7 separate regions of the Mus musculus genome follow, and all the other regions are linked to region 3. A link is a contact called in public ChIA-PET, Hi-C and HiChIP or PLAC-seq data. All regions are on one chromosome and are shown on one strand. The core of a region is the stretch at or near the end of the contact, and the rest is flanking DNA. Distances in the headings are between cores, read along the strand shown.

What was found. A called contact is a pair of places that touch in the nucleus more often than the background predicts. ChIA-PET counts read pairs in DNA pulled down with a chosen protein or histone mark. HiChIP or PLAC-seq counts read pairs in DNA pulled down with a chosen protein or histone mark.
Region 1: a Hi-C map of Th2 cells shows a contact between it and region 3, with 3 times the contacts expected there. The contact joins two enhancer-like sites. A contact is called at or near these places in 2 of 15 datasets of contacts at CTCF or cohesin (CD8 T cells and large pre-B cells), 9 of 484 Hi-C or Micro-C datasets (CD4 T cells, CD8 T cells, Th1 cells and 4 more) and 14 of 115 datasets of contacts at active chromatin or transcription factors (the 230-238 cell line, CD8 T cells, the SCID.adh cell line and 9 more).
Region 2: a contact with region 3 is called in an H3K4me3 HiChIP or PLAC-seq map of bone marrow-derived macrophages, with 3 times the contacts expected there. The contact joins two enhancer-like sites. A contact is called at or near these places in 2 of 15 datasets of contacts at CTCF or cohesin (CD8 T cells and large pre-B cells), 2 of 484 Hi-C or Micro-C datasets (Th2 cells and bone marrow-derived macrophages) and 10 of 115 datasets of contacts at active chromatin or transcription factors (the 230-238 cell line, CD8 T cells, the SCID.adh cell line and 6 more).
Region 4: a contact with region 3 is called in an H3K27ac HiChIP or PLAC-seq map of microglia, with 10 times the contacts expected there. The contact joins the promoter of Ccr5 here to the enhancer-like site in region 3. A contact is called at or near these places in 3 of 39 promoter capture datasets (the C10 cell line, Sertoli cells and hippocampal neurons), 7 of 15 datasets of contacts at CTCF or cohesin (CD8 T cells, hippocampal excitatory neurons, large pre-B cells and 4 more), 23 of 484 Hi-C or Micro-C datasets (the C2C12 cell line, CD4 T cells, CD8 T cells and 15 more), 60 of 115 datasets of contacts at active chromatin or transcription factors (the 230-238 cell line, CD8 T cells, DN3 thymocytes and 40 more) and 6 of 9 other capture datasets (adipose tissue, bone marrow-derived macrophages, embryonic tail and 3 more).
Region 5: an H3K4me3 HiChIP or PLAC-seq map of bone marrow-derived macrophages shows a contact between it and region 3, with 4 times the contacts expected there. The contact joins two enhancer-like sites. A contact is called at or near these places in 1 of 484 Hi-C or Micro-C datasets (CD8 T cells) and 4 of 115 datasets of contacts at active chromatin or transcription factors (CD8 T cells, the SCID.adh cell line, bone marrow-derived macrophages and 1 more).
Region 6: a contact with region 3 is called in an RNA polymerase II ChIA-PET map of memory CD8 T cells, with 151 read pairs. The contact joins the promoter of Lztfl1 here to the enhancer-like site in region 3. A contact is called at or near these places in 5 of 115 datasets of contacts at active chromatin or transcription factors (bone marrow-derived macrophages, effector CD8 T cells, memory CD8 T cells and 2 more) and 2 of 9 other capture datasets (adipose tissue and liver).
Region 7: a contact with region 3 is called in an H3K27ac HiChIP or PLAC-seq map of microglia, with 10 times the contacts expected there. The contact joins two enhancer-like sites. A contact is called at or near these places in 2 of 15 datasets of contacts at CTCF or cohesin (CD8 T cells and stem cell-derived epiblast-like cells), 5 of 484 Hi-C or Micro-C datasets (ECoMG myeloid progenitors, bone marrow-derived macrophages, cortical neurons and 1 more), 29 of 115 datasets of contacts at active chromatin or transcription factors (the 230-238 cell line, CD8 T cells, the NIH/3T3 cell line and 20 more) and 2 of 9 other capture datasets (bone marrow-derived macrophages and macrophages).

Annotation. Positions count from the first base shown.
Region 1 is chr9:124,067,262-124,070,117 of GRCm38.p6, reverse strand. No RefSeq gene overlaps it. Among named protein-coding and RNA genes, the nearest start is that of Ccr2, 33 kb to the left of the region's middle. Within about 2 kb of position 1,252, at least 112 of the 459 cell types and tissues checked have an H3K27ac peak or open chromatin away from gene starts, as enhancers often do. A contact at or near this core is called in the 230-238 cell line, CD8 T cells, the SCID.adh cell line and 8 more, where this site is marked.
Region 2 is chr9:124,089,433-124,092,354 of GRCm38.p6, reverse strand. No RefSeq gene overlaps it. Among named protein-coding and RNA genes, the nearest start is that of Ccr2, 11 kb to the left of the region's middle. Within about 2 kb of position 1,389, at least 7 of the 459 cell types and tissues checked have an H3K27ac peak or open chromatin away from gene starts, as enhancers often do. A contact at or near this core is called in bone marrow-derived macrophages, where this site is marked.
Region 3 is chr9:123,926,799-123,929,727 of GRCm38.p6, reverse strand. It overlaps Gm51701 (a long non-coding RNA gene), which reads right to left. Exons shown (of 2, transcript XR_003948284.1): 2 at 1,022-2,929. Among named protein-coding and RNA genes, the nearest start is that of Gm51701, 3.1 kb to the right of the region's middle. Within about 2 kb of position 1,492, at least 175 of the 459 cell types and tissues checked have an H3K27ac peak or open chromatin away from gene starts, as enhancers often do. A contact at or near this core is called in the 230-238 cell line, CD8 T cells, DN3 thymocytes and 21 more, where this site is marked.
Region 4 is chr9:124,120,111-124,122,931 of GRCm38.p6, reverse strand. It overlaps Ccr5 (chemokine (C-C motif) receptor 5), which reads right to left and starts at 1,389. Exons shown (of 2, transcript NM_009917.5): 1 at 1,297-1,389.
Region 5 is chr9:123,761,688-123,764,421 of GRCm38.p6, reverse strand. No RefSeq gene overlaps it. Among named protein-coding and RNA genes, the nearest start is that of Ccr9, 4.2 kb to the left of the region's middle. Within about 2 kb of position 1,276, at least 57 of the 459 cell types and tissues checked have an H3K27ac peak or open chromatin away from gene starts, as enhancers often do. A contact at or near this core is called in CD8 T cells, the SCID.adh cell line and bone marrow-derived macrophages, where this site is marked.
Region 6 is chr9:123,716,290-123,719,011 of GRCm38.p6, reverse strand. It overlaps Lztfl1 (leucine zipper transcription factor-like 1), which reads left to right and starts at 1,387. Exons shown (of 10, transcript NM_033322.3): 1 at 1,387-1,486. The coding sequence starts at 1,484.
Region 7 is chr9:124,142,378-124,145,181 of GRCm38.p6, reverse strand. No RefSeq gene overlaps it. Among named protein-coding and RNA genes, the nearest start is that of Ccr5, 22 kb to the right of the region's middle. Within about 2 kb of position 1,326, at least 67 of the 459 cell types and tissues checked have an H3K27ac peak or open chromatin away from gene starts, as enhancers often do. A contact at or near this core is called in the 230-238 cell line, CD8 T cells, ECoMG myeloid progenitors and 3 more, where this site is marked.

The DNA of each region.
Region 1 (2,856 bases), core at 3-2,502, 140 kb before region 3:
TCAAAGAAAGCACAGGCTTTTCTCACTTATAGATTCATATAAAAGATTTATTCAGATCAATATCTGTTAAACCAGCATAGAAAAAAGAATGTGTATCCATTAAAAGTTTTCACAAGTATTTTGAAATGCCTAGTTGATACTTTTCCAAGATCTGTCTTTTATGCTTTTTCCATGATCATAATCTATAACTCAAAGGAAACAAAGGAAAAGTTTTGATACATAATCTTTTTGTTATTGTTGGGGTTTTTTCTTTGAGATAGGGTATCCTTGGCTAGCCTTGAACTCATGATCTTCCTGTCTTCAAATAAACTAATCTTCAAATAAACTAATCTTCAAATAAACTAATCTTCAAATAAACTAATATTACAAGCGTACAAAGCATACTCATGTGTTCTGTAGTAAAAAGAGAAATTCATCTTCCTTTGACATATTGTCTTAGTGTTTTACTGCTGTGAACAGACACCATGACCAAGGCAACTCTTATAAAAGACAACATTTGGTTGGGGCTGATTTACAAAGTCAGAGGTTCAGTTCATTATCATCAAGGCAGGAGCATGGCAGTGTTCAAGCAGGAGCTGAGAGTTCTACATTTCCTTCCCAAGGCAAACAGAAGACTGGCTTCCAGGCATAACTGGTGAGGGTCTTAAAGCCCATACCCGCGATGACACATTTAATCCAACTAGGCCACACCTCCTAATAGTGTCACTCCCTGGGCCAAGCATATTCAAACTACCACACATGCCAGGGCCTATAACACAGCAGTGTCATCCACAACTATTAAGGTAAAACCAGATTTTAGGGTAAAACCAAAATATTGGAAACAACATGGAAGATAAATAAGATGGGTTATACCTGGTATAGTACAGCCATGTTGACAAGAAAAGAGGGAAGGTGAAAACTAGGGCTCCAATTAAAAAGAGCAAAGTTAGTCTCATCAGGCTCCAGCTCCCATGAAAGACCTGTGAGGAACACCTGCCAGGAACAGTGTTGTACTTTCTGAAAACATTTTTTTTACTTTATAGATAGTTACACCTTTATACATACTACTACATCCAATTGTAACATACTGAATTGTGAGTAAGTTGGCTTCTAAGAAAGTCTCCACCTATTCTAGGAAGGAAACCACCACCAACAGCCCAAGGAATAAACAAGGGGAATAGAAATGATGGACAAAGGCTTCCACAGCCAGGTCTACCCATTGCTGCTCAGCTGAATCTGCCTTCCATTTTCAGGAGTATACTTTGCTTTTGCTTTCTCAGCTGCCAAAATAACTTTGATTGCTTGCTTGCTCTACCTGTGGCCCACATGGGTTCCTTTTTCAGGGTACAAGAAACAAGGCTGCTGTTGTGATTGGGATGGGAGGGAATTTGGAGAAGAGGCATGTCTCTCCCCATCCATAACACAAACCTCTCCTTCTTTAGTCCCATTATATTCCAATGTTTGTGAGTTCTATATCCTCAGATCCATATATCTTACATGCCACAGAAGGGAGGTGCTCATTTTGCCCTTCCTTACTAGAAGCCACAACTTGCTTTGAGCAGAAATGACTCACTTCCTCTGACCTCCCACTCCTTTTATGTCAAGGACTTAATCTAAACCGTCAGAATCATGAGAAATATGAAAACACTTTGCTATATGACTCTGATATCTTCAGCTTTAAACACTCTTGGAATGAGCCTACTAGTAAGGTATCCCACCTGAAGTAGATTCTGTTTAGACCTCGGCCTTCACAAAGCATAATTAAATGAAAAAAAAGGAAGTTATTACTCCAATACCAGGAATAAGGAACTGGTTTGTAGCATACATTTAGTAATGTATCCAACATCTATTTTTTCTTGTTCTAAAATTATGAAATTACCCAATTTGTATCTCTTTCAGTAATGAATTTGTTCATGCTGAGAACTGAAACACTACAAAGAAAGAGATGTAAGACTGTCTAGTCTCAAAAAGTATGTTCTTTTTTCTTTTCTTTTTAAATTTAATTTATCTTTTACTTATTCACTTTGTGTCCCATCTACTGCCTCTCTTTTTTCACTCCTCCCACAAACCTTCCTTCCATCCTCCCCCCTTCTCTGATCAGGTGACGTCCCCCTGTGTATCCCCTCCCAAACTCCATTTTAGCACATTACATCTCTGAGGGGCTAGGTGTTTCCTCTCCCACTGAGGTCAGACAAGGCAGCCCAGCTAGAACATATTCTGTAGACAGGTAACAGCTCCAGTTGTAGTTGCTTGGAAACCACATCTGCTACATATGTTCAGGGAGGCCTAGGCTCAGCCTGTGTATGATCTTTGGTTGGTGGTTCAGTCTCTGAAAACCTCAAGGGTTCAGATCAGTTGACTCTGTTGGACTTCTTGTGGAGTTCCTATTCCCTTCAGGCCTGCAATCTTTCCCCCATTCTTCCATAAGAGTCCCCAAAGCTCTATCCACTGTTTGTCTGTGGGTGTCTTAATCTGCCTGAGTTGGCTTCTGGGTGAAACATCTCAGAGGACAGCCATGATAGACTCCTGTCTGCAAGAATAACAGTATCATTAAGTGTCAGGGATTGGCGCTTGCCTGTGGGTTATGTCTCAAGTTGGGTCAGTTATTGGTTGGCCATTCCCTCAGTTTCTGCTCCATCCCATGTTCCTGCATTTCTTGTACACAGGATAAATTTGGGGTCGAAAGTTTTGTTGGTGAGTTGATGTCCCTTTCATGCCACTGAGGTTTCTGCTTGGCTTCAGGTTCCATATCCTCAAAGCTGTGGGTCACAGCTAAGATCAGCCTCATTGATTCTTGGGCACCTCCCTTATTCCTGGTCTCTGTCACATCCTGGAGATGCCCCTACCCTGTCAGTTGCAGATTTCCATTCATTTTTA
Region 2 (2,922 bases), core at 140-2,639, 160 kb before region 3:
TTTCCATTCCTGATGTGTGTGCTTGTGAATGCGTGTGTGTGTGTGTGTGTGTGTGTGTGTGTGTGAGAGAGAGAGAGAGAGAGAGAGAGAGAGAGAGAGAGAGAGAGAGAGAGAGACAAGCACATGGATTCTGGGGTCAGACTCTTTCTGCTTTAATCTCAGCCAACCTGAGCCAAATGAAGAGTCCTCTTTTCCATGTCTGGTTTCCACCTGTCTCCTGAAGGGCCAGGAACATGAATGGAAATATGCAGCAGTGTGGGGTGGGAGGTAGGAGGAGGGGATACCTGTAGAAAGTCTGAGAGATCTGGGGTGTGAGAGGCTCCTAGGATTCAATGGGGATGACGTTGGCTGAAATACCCAATATAGTGTAGTGGTTGAACATGAAGAGACCACCTCCAGTAGATAGACATGGCCTCCAGTTGAGTCAGGGGGCATCCACCCATCTTCAAAATTTTTGACCCAGAATTTTTCCTGCCTAAGGGAAATGCAGGGACAAAAACTGGAGCAGAGACTGAAAGAAAGGCCACTCAGTGACCAGCCCAACTAGGGATCCATCCCATGCGCAGGCATCAAACCCTGACACTATTATTGATGTCATATTACGGTTGCAGATGGAAGACTGGCATGGCTGTCTCTGAGATGCTTTACCAGCAGCTGACTGAGACAAATGGAGATACTTACAACCAATCATTGGATTGAGGTCTGGGACCTCTATGGAAGAGTTCAGGGAAGGACTGCAGGACCTGAGGGAGATTGCAACCCCATAGGAAGTAGAATACTATCAACTAACCCAGACTTCTCAGAGATCCCAGAGACTAAGCTACCAATCAAGGAGCATATGTGGGTGGGCTGTGGCCCTGAGCATTTGTGTAGCAGAGGACTGCCTTGTCTGGCCTCAGTGGGAGGGAATTCACTTAATCCTGCGGAATCTTGATGCCCCAGGGAAGAAGGATGCTGCTGGGCGTGAGGTGGGCTGGTAAGGGGGTGGACAGGTAGGATAGCACCTTCTCAGAATGGGGGATGAGATGAAGAACTCTGGGAGGGGGGACCAGCAAGGGGGCAACTTTTGGAGTATAAATAAAGAAAGAAAGAAATAAAGAAAATAATTTAAAAATAAAATCTGTAACAAAAACTGAAAAAAATAAAATATGGCTTAAAAAGTACACTCTTTATAAACTGGCAGTCAAGTCTTCTGCTTTGGTACCGAGATTCATAGGCTTAGATGTGAAGCTGATACTAAGCAAAACCATGGTGTTCTGGGAACTGAACAAGGTCCTTTGGAGGAGCAGTAAATTCATTATAAATAACCAATCATCTTGATGTGAGCCCAGCAGAAGGAGCATAAGACAGTTATCAGACAAGAGCAATTCTAGCTGTATCTCTTCTAACCCAGGGAAGGCGTCAGAGGTCATTTAGCCTAGTGTCAGTCTCTGAGATGGAAGGCAAGGAGACAGAAACAAACAAAACATCCATTTCTAATTTAATTAATATTTTCACGTTTACATTTTCTTTTAATAAAGAAGTTGCACTACTCTCCCGTGAAGGATACTTGAATTCTTAACTGGAAAAGTGCAGAGAATTCTTTTTCTTTGTGCTGCTACTCATGGACCATTTCCACTTTGTTTCTTAATGGGATACTCAGGGACAAGGAATACACATTTGGAAAACAGCTCAGTTTCTGTTCTTCCTTTTCTATAATATTATCTTCCTCTTTCAATTTTTACTCTGGAGCCCTACCCTCTGTGAAATGTTTCAGTTCCCTCTCTGTATTTTTGGATCAATTTTCTATCTTTCAACAAATGTGCCATGGATAATTTTTACTTGGCTTCTTAAGACCAAGTCCCCAGTGGAAGACACTTCAATACATGATGGGACCATTATTTCAAAGCTTCTGATTTAAGGTGTCACTTTTTACTTTTTATGTTTGTTTGTAGTTTTTTGTTTTGTTTTGGGTTTTTTTTTGGTTTTTGTTTTGTTTTGTTTTGTTTTGTTTTGTTTTGTTTTGTTTTGTTTTGTTTTGTTTTGTTTTGAGACAGGGTTTCTCTGTATAGTCCTGGCTGTCCTGGAACTCACTTTGTAGACCAGGCTGGCCTTGAACTCAAAAATCTGCCTGCCTCGGCCTCCCGAGTGCTGGAATTAAAGGCATGCGCCACCACGCCCGGCTGTGTTTGTAGTTTTTTGTATAGTTTATAATCACTGATAGGGTTTCTAGGTAAGTCATTCATTGGAATAAAAATATTCACTTCATTTTATGATTTTCAGTTTTGAATTCATAAATATTCAAAGAATTCAGTAAATATTTTTGCCTGTTCTGTACAATGATTCATTTTCATCGATCCTTTTTGTCATTTTAATAACTATTAAAATTTTAAACAATGTGCAGCACACATTTCTACCCATATACCTGCTACAGTTTCTCATCTTCCTTTTCCCCTTTCTGCTCTCTAAGCATTGTTGCTCATTAATAATCTTTCTTCTCAAACTACTGAAATCTTTTTACCTTAATAATATAAGAAAGAATAAGTCGTGGTCCTTGCCTTTAATTCTAGCACTTGGGAGGCAAAGGCAGGTGGATCTCTATGAGTTCAAGGCTACTTTTCTCTACCTAGCAGTTACAGACCAGTCAGGGTTAAATAGTGAAATCTTATCTAAAAATATATATTTAAAATACTTTTAAAGACTATAAAAAGACTGGAAATAAGACGAGAATGTACACTTTACCAACACTACTTAATATAGCCCTGGAAGTTCTTACCAGAGAAATTAAACAAGGAAAATTTATTAAAAGAGGCCTGAAGAAATTGTTCAGTTAAAATGCTTGCATTTATACTCCATATACATGCTTATACCCACGGGGGAAATGCATAAAAGGCACTAAAATTAGAAGAGAAGTAAGATGATCTCTGCTATGGATTATATGAC
Region 3 (2,929 bases), core at 243-2,742:
ACTACACAGCTGGGATAATCAGTACATTACTATAGAGGAGTATGCAAAAATTAACCAGGAAAAACTCAAAATCAAATTTTATGCATATTCTAGCCTGATATACATAGTAAGTTCCAGATGTCCAGGGCTACAAAAAAGAAACCCCATTTTCTATTTTTAAAAAGTACTTTATCATTACAAAAACATCAAAAATTCATAAAACTTCCTCTGTGTGACTATTTTAAGGAATCAATACAAGATTTGAGAAATTACATGGAGTCTTGCAAAGTCTTGATAATGGAACCTGTTGACAGTCACAAAGTGCACTCAATCCCTTTGGAGTCTCGGAGCTCCGTGCTAATACGTGTCAGTCTCCGTCTTGGACCACACCTTCTAGAATGCCTGAAATTTAGAGAGAACACTAACGAATTATCAAAACCAGCCTTTGGTGTGCACTCAAGTGCGATGGAAAGATTTCCTAAGTCATCGTAATTTGTTCACATGGAAACAGCAGAGAAAGCTAGAAGACACTAGCTTCGAAACTTCTTAGTTGTCTGTCCCTGAGCCCTTTGTGGTACTTCCTCCTCAGAGCCCAGCTCCAGCAGTCCCCTTAGCGGCTGTTTTTAGCAACCACACCCTCTGACTGTGGGTTTGCTCTGCAGTGGCTTTAAGGTTTGAATACGAAATGCCTTCCACAAACAGACACTACAGAATCTTAGGTGTCGAGACAATGGGCATTTGAGAAGGAATTGGAACCTTCAGATCCTGGACTCCTTCCTTGGTAGATTCGTAATATGAGAGCATTCTTAGGAGACAGCCAAAACAGGAAGTGGGATCCAGATAAGAGAAGCAGGTCGTTTAGGGTGTGCCCCTGAAGGATGTATCTTTTACCCCTTCCCCTTTGTGTCCTTCCTGTCTCCTTCTTTGACTTCTGGCCACTATGGGGTGAACAGTATCTGCCGTATACTCCTGCCACCACGGTGTTCCACCTCACTGAAGATCTAGAAACACGGCAAAGGGTCAGGAACTAAGCATCTGAAACTGTGACCCAAAACAAATTCTCTCTTTAATTTGTTCCTCTCAGAACACATTTCACTATGTGTCATAGTGGGGGGAGGGGGGAGTCTAACACAGAGTATGTACACAAAGCCTCACAATGGGACTGTTGATGTAATTCGGTTGGTAGAGTGCTTGTCTATTACCAGCAGAGCCCCGAGTTCCATCCTCAGCACTGCACAAACCAAATGTGGTTTAGTTCCAGCACTCAGGGAGCAGTAGCGGTTTGAAGCCAGCCTAGGACACCCTGTCTCAAAACAAACAAATGAAAAACATTGGGATTCAATGAACAGAACTGATATTAGTCCACTGTGTTCATAGCGTTCATGATGGTCCACGGTAGCTTAGACTTCCTGGTAGTCATTTCCTTGAGTCAGGCTGACCTTAGAGTATAGAAAGAAGTTTACTGTCTTGCTGTCACGCATTGCTGTTGCTTGCGGTCATGTCACAGGACTCTGAGGCAGTAGTGGAGAGACTCGTGAGATGAGGAAGTGAGGTCTCTGCGAGCAGCCGGAGGCATGAACACCTGAAAGCAATTAAGCCCCACCTCCAGCCAAATCTCCTAATGACGGAGTAGACGTTCTCCCTCGTCCGAGAGAGACTGTAGTGAAACGACCCCACTAAGATGTCTCAAATTCCCAACACACAAGACTGTATGACACAATACATGCTTCCTGTTTAAGTCCTGATGTCCCATGGTGATTTTTACTATTTATATGTAATATGCTCATCATGCAAATGAAAAGTAAGCTCAGAGACAGCAACAGAGGACGCACAGTGGGACCCCAGAGCAAAGGCTGATCGTTCACCAGTTCTTCAATTGACTGCAGATGAGAGAGGTCAGGTTGGGGGACACTGAAGCCATTCCCAAGCAAGATGGATGGGCCACCAGCTCAGCTCCTCTCACTGGCAATCTCTGAGAACAGAAGTGACCCAGATTCTGTTTTCCCTTGCTTGGGGAAACATCTGCCTCCACATGCACGGTTCTCTCCACCTAAACAAAATAATTGACTCAAGTCCCTGTGCCACTGGACCTCCACTGGCGCCACACGTGAAATGACCACTGACTCTCACAGCTACAGTGCTGCCAGCTGTGCCCAACGAGGGCTGTGGGGCCGGCCTCGCACCGAGGATCACTGCCTACAACTCTGACCTTGCCTCACAGGTCCCCCGTTGTTGATTCGCGAGGTTACTCTTGAATAGGTGCTAAGGGAGCTTTTGAAATGCACACGATATCCAGTTACTCACTGGTCATATGAATGTCAATCACCCCTGCACAGGCGGGGCTACAGGCTATTTGAGCTCTCGGGAGGAAGCAGAATGTGATGGCTACTGAGTAACAACCAGCCAGTCCTACTGGTTCTGTCTTTTCATCCTTGAACACATTCCGTTAAGAGTCACTATAATCCCCAGGCACAAGTGAATTGAGCGAGTCAAAGGGTTTTAGAAAAGAAAGCCACATCGCCGGGGCGTGGTGACGCACGCCTTTGGTCCCAGCACCCAGGCAGAGGCAGGCGGATTTCTGAGTTCGAGGCCAGCCTGGTCTACAGAGTGAGTTCCAGGACAGCCAGGACTACACAGAGAAACCCTGTCTCGAAAAACAAAAAACAAACAAACAAAAAAAGGAAGCCAAAAGTTCTAAGTAGCCCACTGCCAGTCTTCAAGGTCAAGAGAGACCTGGGATGGTGAACCTTGCTGATCAAGTGAAATAATATAAGCCCGGAGCCTTCTGTGGAACCCGAGAATTCCAGCACCAAAGAGGAAGAAATGACACGCAAGGTGTCAGTAAAGAAAACTCCAGAGCCCATTGTGGGTTAAGTGGGGTTGTGTTGCTGGCCGGTCTCCACCACAGTCTCCTCTCCACCTGCTCCTCTTCAAACGGATGCCTTGGATC
Region 4 (2,821 bases), core at 140-2,639, 190 kb before region 3:
TATTATGCAGCCTTACTTACTATTATGAGGAGTGGGTACATTCTATTCTTGATTTTAACTTTATTACATCTTTCTAGCAAACAACTAAAACCATCTTTTAAAAATTTCTTCCTAAGATTATTTAAATCAAATCAGGAACTCTATAAAGTCATTAATTCACCTAAACAGCATTAGTTAATTCATGAAAGTTCATCTTTATGTTGATGTGCAAGAAATCTGACCAATATGGTGGGCTGATACCCACGAACTTTTAGGCTATGTGAAGTGATAGGAAAAGGCTTCTCAGCTGCAAGAAGCAATCCTAAACCCAAGTCTCTTTGGGACCTTGCCTCTTAGAGCTTTGTCCATGCTAAAAGATGGGCCGCCTCCATTAAGGCCACCTGCTAGCCTCAGCCTTTCCTGGATGGCTTCTGACAAGGGTGCTTCTCTGTAGTCAGGATAAAATGATGTAATGTCCAAACACTCAAACAGTGTCATAGAATATAGCATCAGTAATTAAAGTAGACCATCCTCATTTTTTCTCTAAAGTTATTTCTGCTTCCTGAGTTTCCACCATCAAAAGTTCTCATATACGTAGAAGAGATTATCAAGTAGAAAATGATTCTTTCATCTCCATGGGTGATATTCACTGTCTAGCCTCTTCAACCAACTGGCTTGCCCTGTTTAAATTCCTCAAACTTTTTTTTTTTTTTACTTAGTTCTCTAAAGCTCTTCATACTTCCCATTTAGGTAGCAAAGAGAAGCACCCCCCCAAAAAAAAGTCACACCTTCAAGGCTAAGCCAGAACAAGAATTTTCTACTAAGTGTGCTGTAGAAACTTTGATGTTTGTGACCTTAGACAATTTTTAGGTTTCTCTATTTTCTTGGAGACAGTCAGGGCAAGAAGAGAAAGAGAGAACAAGAGAGCACAAGAAACTTAGAGCTTCTGGTACACACATGTTCAAGGATATACACGTGACCCATGGAAAGATTTCACCTCTTTTCAGCTGATTATCAAACCAGATTTCAACCAATAGCATTGTTCTAGAAGCTATTTTTAAAAGGTAAGGATTTGCTTGCTTTAAAAAATTCTCTTTTTAAATATTTCATTCACAATCATGTTTCAGATATTTGATGACATCACATGCTGAAACATATCCTAAATTCTTAACTTTCCTGTATCTTAAAGATTATATTTTCAGATAATTCTGTGAGCACCTGGTGCTGACAGATGTCCTCTCAGGATTTCCTGTTAAAGTTTTTACTCATCAAGGAAGCTGAGCTAACTAGTCAAGCAAGGGCTGAGAGGTGACTTACCAGAGTCTCTTGTAGGGGGAACGGATGTCTCACCTCCTCTGGCTAGGAGAGCTGTACAAATCTAACATGAAGACAGTATAAAGTAAGAAACACAGTTTCTTGCAGAGAGGGTGGAGTTTAATGAGAAAAGGTATTACGTAGTGTTCAGGGTTGGGGGTGTCAGATCAGTTCTTCTTTTTTTTTCTTTAAAGTTGCACTTAGAGTAGAAAATAGAAGGCAGCTCTGGACTGAAAGTTTTTTGAGGAGTTTCCTTCTTCAGACTCTTTTACTTATGTTCTCTGCTCATCCAACTACACACTTCGTTGGAAATCAGAAAAATTAAAGGGTATTAATGACAGAAGAACACTTATATCCATTAATTAAAGCCCACATTTGAGTCAAGAGAGTCACTGTCTAAGAGACAAGTAGTGCATGCAATATCTCTGCTTCTCACTGGTAAAGCCAAAATGGCAAGAGAATTTATTCTTCTCGTAGTTGCTCTTGATTAAAGTAAGTTCCAGCCAATTTAAAGTGAGATGGGAGCTTTATCCCAGACACCAATCTTGCTACTTCTTTTACTCATCTTCCTCTCGCTGTCCTACATTTCACACACATAATTTTTACTGCTCTGTGTGACTCTTCAGTGTAAACTAAAACAACTGCTATCAAACAGGTTTACCATATGTTTTCCTGAAAACTAAACATATTTCTTTTTTTCCCTCATGTATCTGGTAACAAGTGACATACAAAATTACACATTTTGCATAGGCACTTATGAGTATCTATTCTATACCAGATTTGAAGGTAACAGAGCGTCTCAATCCAAGAACATAATTTATCTGGAGCCGTGAAGGATTTTTCATGGAACAACAAAGAGAAGTGCATGATAAAATTTAGGATAATATAATAATGCCATATATGTGACTATATCAGATCAGCTGGGTGGTTGGTGGAATTTTTAAAAACATCAAGAAATGACAGCGGAGCTAATAACAGCACAGAGCTGCCAATGAGACACAAGAGACCCTGCAAGACACAAGACTTCTGCAGCCAGTGTGTTAGGCTAAATAACAATAGTCACTTCATGGTTTGTTATAACAGGCTATTGCGTTCAGTAACTCCATTTTGCTTTATTCTTACTCCTCATTCCCAAGATATGGCTTTCTCTTTGCACTCCAGAACATCTTGTATGCAAGGTAAGTCTAGACCACAACCAGTAGATTAATAACTCTGGCTAGCCTGGGATTGTCTGATTCAAGTTCCTGGGAATGCAAATTCTATACATAACCAGTCATTCACATTTTCCCCAAAAACTTGGAAGCAGGGAGTTGAGGTGTCAGTTTGCTTCCTTTTGGGTGAATGGTGTCTTTAATAAAGACTGTTTTCTTTCTACCAATGTGTGTCTCCTGATGATTAATTTTCTATGTGGTAAATGTCCAGGCCTGAATTTGGTAGCAATAGGGGGCACTCACAGCATGTTTATAGACAAACCACAACAAAATAAACAGCAATCTCTTAATTACACACTCAGTAATATTTTCAAAAT
Region 5 (2,734 bases), core at 27-2,526, 170 kb after region 3:
AGGTCTAGATGATATGTTTGTAGACACTAATGCGCCCACCTTAGCAACAGCCTCAATAGGGTTAAGGTGCCAACTAACCAGGGCTTTTCTCTCTGGGACAGAGAAACTGAAGAGAGCCTCTCTTTCCCCCAAAAGGTCAGAGCTGGGGCTGACTTTCCCTAGTAGCTAGCATTCCTAGAATGCCCAGACTCTTCATTTGATTAGCAGGAAAAAAATTGAGAACAAGTGGGTTATCCGCCCTGCCTAGCCTCTGTTTGGGAAGCCAGGCTGGAGGTAATGGCCAGAGACAGAGGCAGTAACCACATGTGCACGTGCACATCAACAGTGGGATCTGTAACCTGCAGGGACTGGAAACATGTGGCTAAGTGACACACGGGGTGGCAAGTGCTTCATCAGAGACAGCAAGATTGCTGAGAGGCTGCAACCTTTAGTACCTTTAGTAGAGGGGACATGGACATGAAGGGAAGTTGGTTAGCAGACAGTGGTGTTCGCAGCATTGGATGTGGCCTAACTGAGGTGTTGGAAGCCCTGGGGGTGAGAAAGGTTAAGAGTTCAACTGACTGAATCTTACTACCACCACAGAACACTGGATATTGATAAGGGGGAAGAGTGCCAGCCTAGTCTACTGCAGGTTTGTGTTTGAAGCAGGTGAGCTGTGAGACTAGTGGGGGAAAAAGAGCTCTCTTCAGTTTCTCTGTTCCAGAGAGTTGTTGGCACCCTAAGCTTATTGAGACTGTTGCTAAGGTGGGCACATTAGTGTCTGCAAACAGGTCAGCTAGACTTATATGATCTACCTAAGTGGTCACAAGCACATTTAAACTTAAGCCAGTTCTAAAGAGGTGACGTTTTTAAGACCTCAATTACATGAAATTCTGACTAATGTGAAAAATGAATTAACTGCTCCCAACAGAGGGAGAAACTTGGCAAATCGCAAATGAGAAAGACCAATATGGGGTACAGAGAGGGGAAAGAGCCAAAGAAACAGGAGGAACTGACTATTTCAGGATATGAGGTCAGCTACCTTGGGATATAATTTTATTCAAAGCCAGAAAGGCAAAGAGGGATTTGTGTAACAGATATCATCATATTTCTTCTCTTGTGTTCCCTTTCTTTTCTTCCTTTCTTCCTTATTTCCTTCCTTCTTTCAATTTTTGAAACAGGCTCTTACCATATAGCAAAAGATGGTTTTAAACTCACTGTTCTCCTTCCTCCACCTCCCCAGGGATTACTGGTATGGGCCACCACACCCAGTACTGAGTTTGTTCCACTTTCAGTAGATCACTGGCAGCTGTGTCTGAAGCAACAGAAAATTAAAAACACAACCCCCAGGTTTCACCACAGATACTAGAAGCAAGTAGGTGAATTATAGATCTTTGTGGCTACCCAAAGGCATGGATGCCACTGGCAGCCTAGGCTGCAGCTGTCCCGTCACTGAACATGTGAGGAGGCATGGGTGTATTCGGGGCTTGCATCGCTGCAAGCGAAGCTGGGAACATTCACAATGAGGAAGCTAATTGTGCAGTGAGATCTGGTGTGGTAAATTATTTTATTTATAATTTTTAATTCATAGACAAGATTTGCCAAAGTTTCAGAAAATCCTGGCATGTCTTTCCCTGACACAGTTTTCTCCCTCAACTCTGCCCTGCTGCTTTGTCAATATTAACTGGTTTGTTTTCATGGTGCTGCCGCTCTTTCTGCATAGATTTAAAAGAAAGGCCTTTGAAAAGTTTGCAAGTTCCTTCAGTATATTTACAAAAGCCCTGTTCACTCTGTTAACTTTTGAACCTTCATATTGTTTATCTTCTTAATACTAGTAGTTTTACCTCGTTTTTTTAACCTTGAAGGATTTTTGGCTGACTATGTGAAATACATTCCTGGACTTCTGCCATTTTAATTTGTTTTTGGCCATTGTCAAACTTTGGGAAGTCCATGAAACTGCTCAGGTTCCCAGTGATACCCAGGTTTTTTGTTTGTTTGTTTGTTTGGTTGGTTGGTTGGTTGGTTGATTGATTGGTTGGTTTTTCAGTACATGGATTCTCTGTGTAGACCAGGATGGCCTCGAACTCATAATGATCATCCTGCCTCTGCCTCTCAAGTGCTGGGATTAAAGGTGTGCGCCACCACTGTCCAACTTTATTTTTATTTTAATGAGATCCAATTTCTCAGTGACTTCTCTCTCGCACAGTTCCTTTGGTGTTCTATCTACAGAGTTGTCTCAATCACAAGGCCATGAGCTTTTCTTCTGTGCTGTCAAATGACTTTTGTGGTTTTGCATTTTACATTTGTATTTATGATCTATTTTAACTTTTGGTCCAATTTCCATTTCTGAACTCACCGTGGGTATGGATATTTAATTAATTAGTACCAAGTGCCGAAAAGCCATATTTTCTCTGGTACTGCCTCTAATCCTTTGTCAGAGACCAGGGGGCTCTATTTCTGTAGATCTAACACAGGACTCTCTGTTTCTGTTCCCTGGATTTACATTTTCTGTTCTTTTGCTAACATCATACTGCCTTTGTTACTTAAAATTTACCTTAAAATTATTTACCAGGCTTTTAATACTCGGGAGCTTTTAAAAATGAAAAATAACACAATTATATACTTGTTTACATTCTTTAAATAAAAACTAGACATCCCTTATCTATCCCACAGCCTCAACCTTTTTTCCATGGTGCCAACCTGTAGGGATTTCTGCAAACATCAGTACTGGCAGAGAAACAATCTGTGTAAGGCA
Region 6 (2,722 bases), core at 138-2,637, 210 kb after region 3:
CACCCACTCCCCCTTTTTGGCCCTGGCGTTCCCCTGTACTGGGGCATATAAAGTTTGCAAGTCCAATGGGCCTCTCTTTGCAGTGATGGCCGACTAGGCCATCTTCTGCTACATATGCAGCTAGAGACAAGAGCTCCGGGGTACTGGTTAGTTCATATTGTTGTTCCACCTATAGGGTTGCAGTTCCCTTTAGTTCCTTGGGTGCTTTCTCTAGTTCCTCCATTGGGGGCCCTGTGGTCCATTCAATAGCTGACTGTGAGCATCCACTTCTGTGTTTGCTATGCCCGACCTAAAGCTGTACTACAGAGCAATTGTGATAAAAACTGCATGGTACTGGTATAGCGACAGACAAGTAGACCAATGGAACAGAATTGAAGACCCAGAGATGAACCCACACACCTATGGTCACTTGATCTTTGACAAGGGAGCTAAAACCATCCAGTGGAAAAAAGACAGCATTTTTCAACAAATGGTGCTGGCACAACTGGCTGTTATCATGTAGAAGATTGCGAATTGATCCATTCCTATCTCCTTGTACTAAGGTCAAATCTAAGTGGATCAAGGAACTTCACATAAAACCAGAGACAGTGAAACTTATAGAGGAGAAAGTAGGGAAAAGCCTCGAAGATATGGGTACAGGGGAAAAATTCCTGAATAGAACAGCAGTGGCTTGCGCTGTAAGATCGAGAATCAATAAATAGGACCTCATAAAATTGCAAAGCTTCTGCAAGGCAAAAGACACCGTCAATAAGACAAAAAGATCACCAACAGATTTGGAAAGGATCTTTACCTATCCCAAAACTTGAAGATTCTAATGACTCAAGTTAGACTTCATAAGTGAAAACTTCCGCCAGGGAGATCAGGACGTTATTCCACAACCTTCTCCTGGCGAATCTAGTGTTTGTCTCTCTAATTCACTACTCTATATAAACCTATGTTTTTGCACATTTTTTTTCCAAAAAGGTAAAGTTATTCTCTTCTGCCAGCGTTATAAAACAATGCAGATGGAGGAAGGGCGTGCACCAGGGCCAGCATGAGCTTGATAGCCGGATGCAGTCACGCTGAAGCCCTGTTCACTCAGCCTGTTCTTCTCAGAGGTCTGGAACCACCAGCTCTGGATCCCGGTGCCAAAGCCCAACTTCTGTCCTGATTGTAGGCAAACACGCTGGCACCTAAGGCGCTGCTCAGCTCCCCCCCCCCACCCCCGACCGGAAATTTCTCTGTTGCCATTGGCAACGGCAGGCACCGCCCCAGGTTAGCGTGGCAAGAAAAGGTGGGACTTCCGGATCTCAAAGCCAATGTACCCGCGGAAATTAGCCAGTTACGCAACATCATCCGTCACGTGACACTGAGAGCCAATGATAGCGTGCAAGCGAGGGCCCACGTGTCTCCGTTCCCATTGGCAACGCGCGGCTTCTAAACAACCTCCGTTCCTCAGGCCCCGGTGCCGGCCTCCCTGTTTCCTGTCGGATCCGCCGCCACCATGGTGAGTGTCCTGGTCGGGAGAGGCCCAGCCGGGGTGCGGAGGGCGAGCGAGCGAGCGAGCGAGCGGGGCCTCGCCGGGGAGGGAGTCACGTCGGCCGAGCCGCGGGGACAGCTTCTTGCTGAAGCCTTCCTCCGGCCTTGTCGCCTCGTCCTTGGCTGTGGTCTGGGAAGCCCTGGCCGACACAGCCGCACACATTTGCCAGGGTGAAGAATGACGGGCTGGTTCCAACTTTCTGTGTGAACTTGGTTGAATCTAATTTTCTGAAGCACCTGATTTTACAACTGACTAATTATCGGTGCTGTTTTCTTTGTTTGGACGTCTGACGACCATTTGGGTATTAGAGTTCGGGCTTACTTTGAGACAGATAAAACTGAAGCGAAAACGCCAGTCCATCCAACCTTTCATCGTACAATTAATTTAAATAGCTGGGCATAGAGAAGTTATTGAAAGTGAAGCTCAAGTGGGTTGCTGACATATCCCAGCAATCAATTCCTAGTAAGTGTCACTTTGTATACATCTAAACAAAACAGACCATTTCTTAAACCATCCTGAGCTAGGAACTGGTCCTGCTTCTGATGTCAAAAACGAAAAAAAAAAAAAAATTACGCTAGTGGCTTCACAAAAAAGTTAGTACTTGTTTGTGTTCTTACTCTTTTATGTCATTGTGATAACACTTGGAAACCGGGTGTAGATGATTTGTCAAACAATGCACATAAAATAAACACTTTAAGCAATAAGCTCACTCTTTTTTAAAAAAAATTATCCTTTAAAGATTTTATACATTCATACAATGTATTTTAAATCCCCTAGCATCTTCCAGAATTATTGTTTACTTCCTGTCCTGTTTTTTTTAAGCCTACCTAGTCCAATTTATGCTGCACATATACTCATGTGTGTGGGACCATCACCTTCCTTGGGCCACACTCTTAAAAGAAACTGTCTCTCTGCCCTTCATAAATCTTCAGCCGTCAGTAACTGCTCAGCTAGAAGTGCGATCTCATAAACCCCTCCCCGTCTCTGTGCTGGATTGTTGATTGGCACCTTTGTGCAGGTGACCACAGTTGTGAGTTTCTAGGCCAGCAGTTCTGTCATGTCTAGAAGACAGTTTTTGTTGTTGCTGTTTCAAGACAGGGTTTCTCTGTTTAGTCCTGTCTATATTGGAATCCTCTCTGTAGTCCAGCCTGACCTTGAACTCAGATTCACTTGCCTTTGCCTATCTATGCCTCTGCCTCCTGA
Region 7 (2,804 bases), core at 77-2,576, 220 kb before region 3:
CCAGCAACCACATGGTGGCTCACAATCATCCATAACAAAATCTGATGCTCTCTTCTGGAGTGTCTGAAGTCACACTACAGTGTACTTACATATAATAAATAAATAAATAAATAAATAAATAAATAAATAAATAAATAAATATTTTTAAAAAAAATACACAATGGTGAAACTTTCAAATAGCATCTATTCTAATTGTCTATGGTCCTTAGTGGGGAAAGTACCAAAACTACTTTTAGGAAACAATCTGTTTTCTGCCGGGTTAGTTCTTTAAGTTTACATGAATAAATATTCATGTGTTGTGAGTTTTGGAGAACTACTTTTTGGTAACATAGAGATGAAGCATGGGGGGAAATGCCACAGAATCCAAGTGGTAACATTTTAACACCTGTCAACATCTGTAATTTTCAGTGAAAGTAAAAAACTAAAACCAAGAATCAGATCATTTAGATTCCTGGGGATCCAGAGCTCCAAGAGGGTGTGAAGCATGTATATGGAAAGCTTGTTAGTTAGAGACTTCCCTATGGGACAGGATGAGGAATCAGGTAGCATAGAAGGAGCCATAATGTAGTAACAACCAGTGTTCAACTAATACTATAAGGGACAGTAGAGATAAGATGGCCTTGAGGTGTTGGAGTGCACCGCGTAAAGGTGTGTCTCTGTCCTTCCTCACTTGCCTAAGGGATTCTCTGATTGGTTTTAATAAAAATCTGAGGGCCAATAGCTTGGCATGAAGTGGAAGGTAGGACTTCTGTTAGAGAGAAAGGGACAATGGGGGAAAAAAGCAGAAGCAGAAATTTAGGGAGATGATTTGGAGGTGGATGGATGCGAACATGAGCGGAGAGGCACAACAGGTCATTGTGGGACATGGGAAAAATAGTCAAGTTAGAGGATCTGGGGGGTAGCTCCAAGTTAAACCCTAAGCTTTAAAAATATACCAGAGTCTCTATGTCCTTATTTATATAGCTGAACAGTCCGTAAATGTCCAACCACATTAAGGAATGTTCTGAACCAAGCCTTTCCATCAGCTTCCATATTCATCCACTTACTATGAAGCATTATAGCCTGGACAGGTAGTTCCAGGTCTCAGTAGCTCCATGCCTAGTAACCAAGGGAGTGGTAAGTGTATTGGTCCTGAAGAGAGCACCTGAACAGCTCTCATAGCATCCTTTATAATTAGAAAAGGCAATCTGGATTTCTTACAAATTTTATTTACTCTGAAAAATAAGAAATGAAAACTAAAATTTATAAAGCCACAGTTTTGTAAGACTATAGAAACCACACAGGGACACGTCAACCTGAAAGAGGAAGTCATGTGTCCAGTGAGGGCACAGTATCTATTTCTCCACCAGACCATTAGGTTGGCTTTTTATTCTGTCCACAAAATGTGAACAAAAAGATCAGAGATTGAGACATCTGCCCAGCCCCCATTTTTCTTACTCTATTTCCTCTTCTTGGATGTCTATTTGGACACCCAAGATTGATGGGGTTTGGATAACCTCTAATAAAAATGTTTTATGTTTCAATATTTTAAAATTAAAAAATTAGATACATTCTCATTTTACAAAAGTTTTTATAATAAAATTAAATTATGACTTATTCTAATTGTACAGGAAAAGAGTCTCAGTCTGTGCTACAGCCTACATGGATGTCTTAGATTCTAAAACATGTTGAACATTTAGAAAGCTCTGCTTCTTCCCTGCCAGATATCTCCAGGGACAGTTTCTGAGACTTGTGAGGGGTTGCACATCATTACTTTCACAGGCTTCAGAGTCTTCAAGGATATGATTTGAGCCATTCCTATCTACCCTAGAGTCAATGACCCTCATCTTGTCCTCTCAAAGGATTCAGCTACACCGTCTGGAATGGTTCTTAATAAACACCTCCGCCTCAAGGAAACCAGACTCTCTAAACCACAGGCTGGTCTCATACATTCTGAAGAGAACAGACATGGGAACAAAAAAAAAAGAGAAATGCATTTTTCTGTAAAGAAAAATGTATTTTTTTGTCTTTTGGTTTTGTTTGTCTGTTTTGTTTTGTTTTTCATTCTTTTACAACAGATCACTGAGGAAGATGCAGGCAGGAACTGAGTGGCCTGTCATTCTTATACCATCACAAGGCTGTGGATGTTTTGTTGTCTACCCATGTCATGTGCTGTTGGGAACAAAAAAGAGGCCCGGGGAAGAGGGGAAAGGAAAAGACCCACACCCTGCCAGAGTTTTACCTATTCTCTGGTTTGTCAGGTGTGGGAGAGCTGCCATACACTTTCCACTCAGCCCTGGGTGGGCATTCAAGCCTCTGACCCACTCTTCAGGAAGTGGCCAAGGGGCAGCCCTACCTGAGAACCCCAGAGCTACTTTGCTAAAGCCACCAGAGAGGGATGAGGGAAGAGGTTCCCAACACCTGCGAGAGTGAGTTCTGTGGATCTTGACTGGAGCACAGGAAGGCCTTCTAATGGGAGATTAGAAACTGCTCATTAGGAGAAATCCTGTCCCATCCTCCAAGTACAGTGGGCCTTGATGAGCAGAGACATTCTATGGTTTTAGAGCTTTATTACAGAAAGGCAGGGAGAAAGAGTGAAGGGAGAGAGAGAGAGAGAGAGAGAGAGAGAGAGAGAGAGAGAGAGAGAGAGACAGAGAGAGACAGAGAGAGACAGAGAGAGACAGAGAGAGACAGAGAGAGATAGAGAGACGAGACAGAGAGACAGAGACAGAGGAAAGGCTAGAGAAAAAGAGAGTAAGAGAGAGGAGAGAGGAAAGGAGAGCAGAAGACAGAGGAGAAGAAAAAAGAAGACAGAGAGGAGAGAA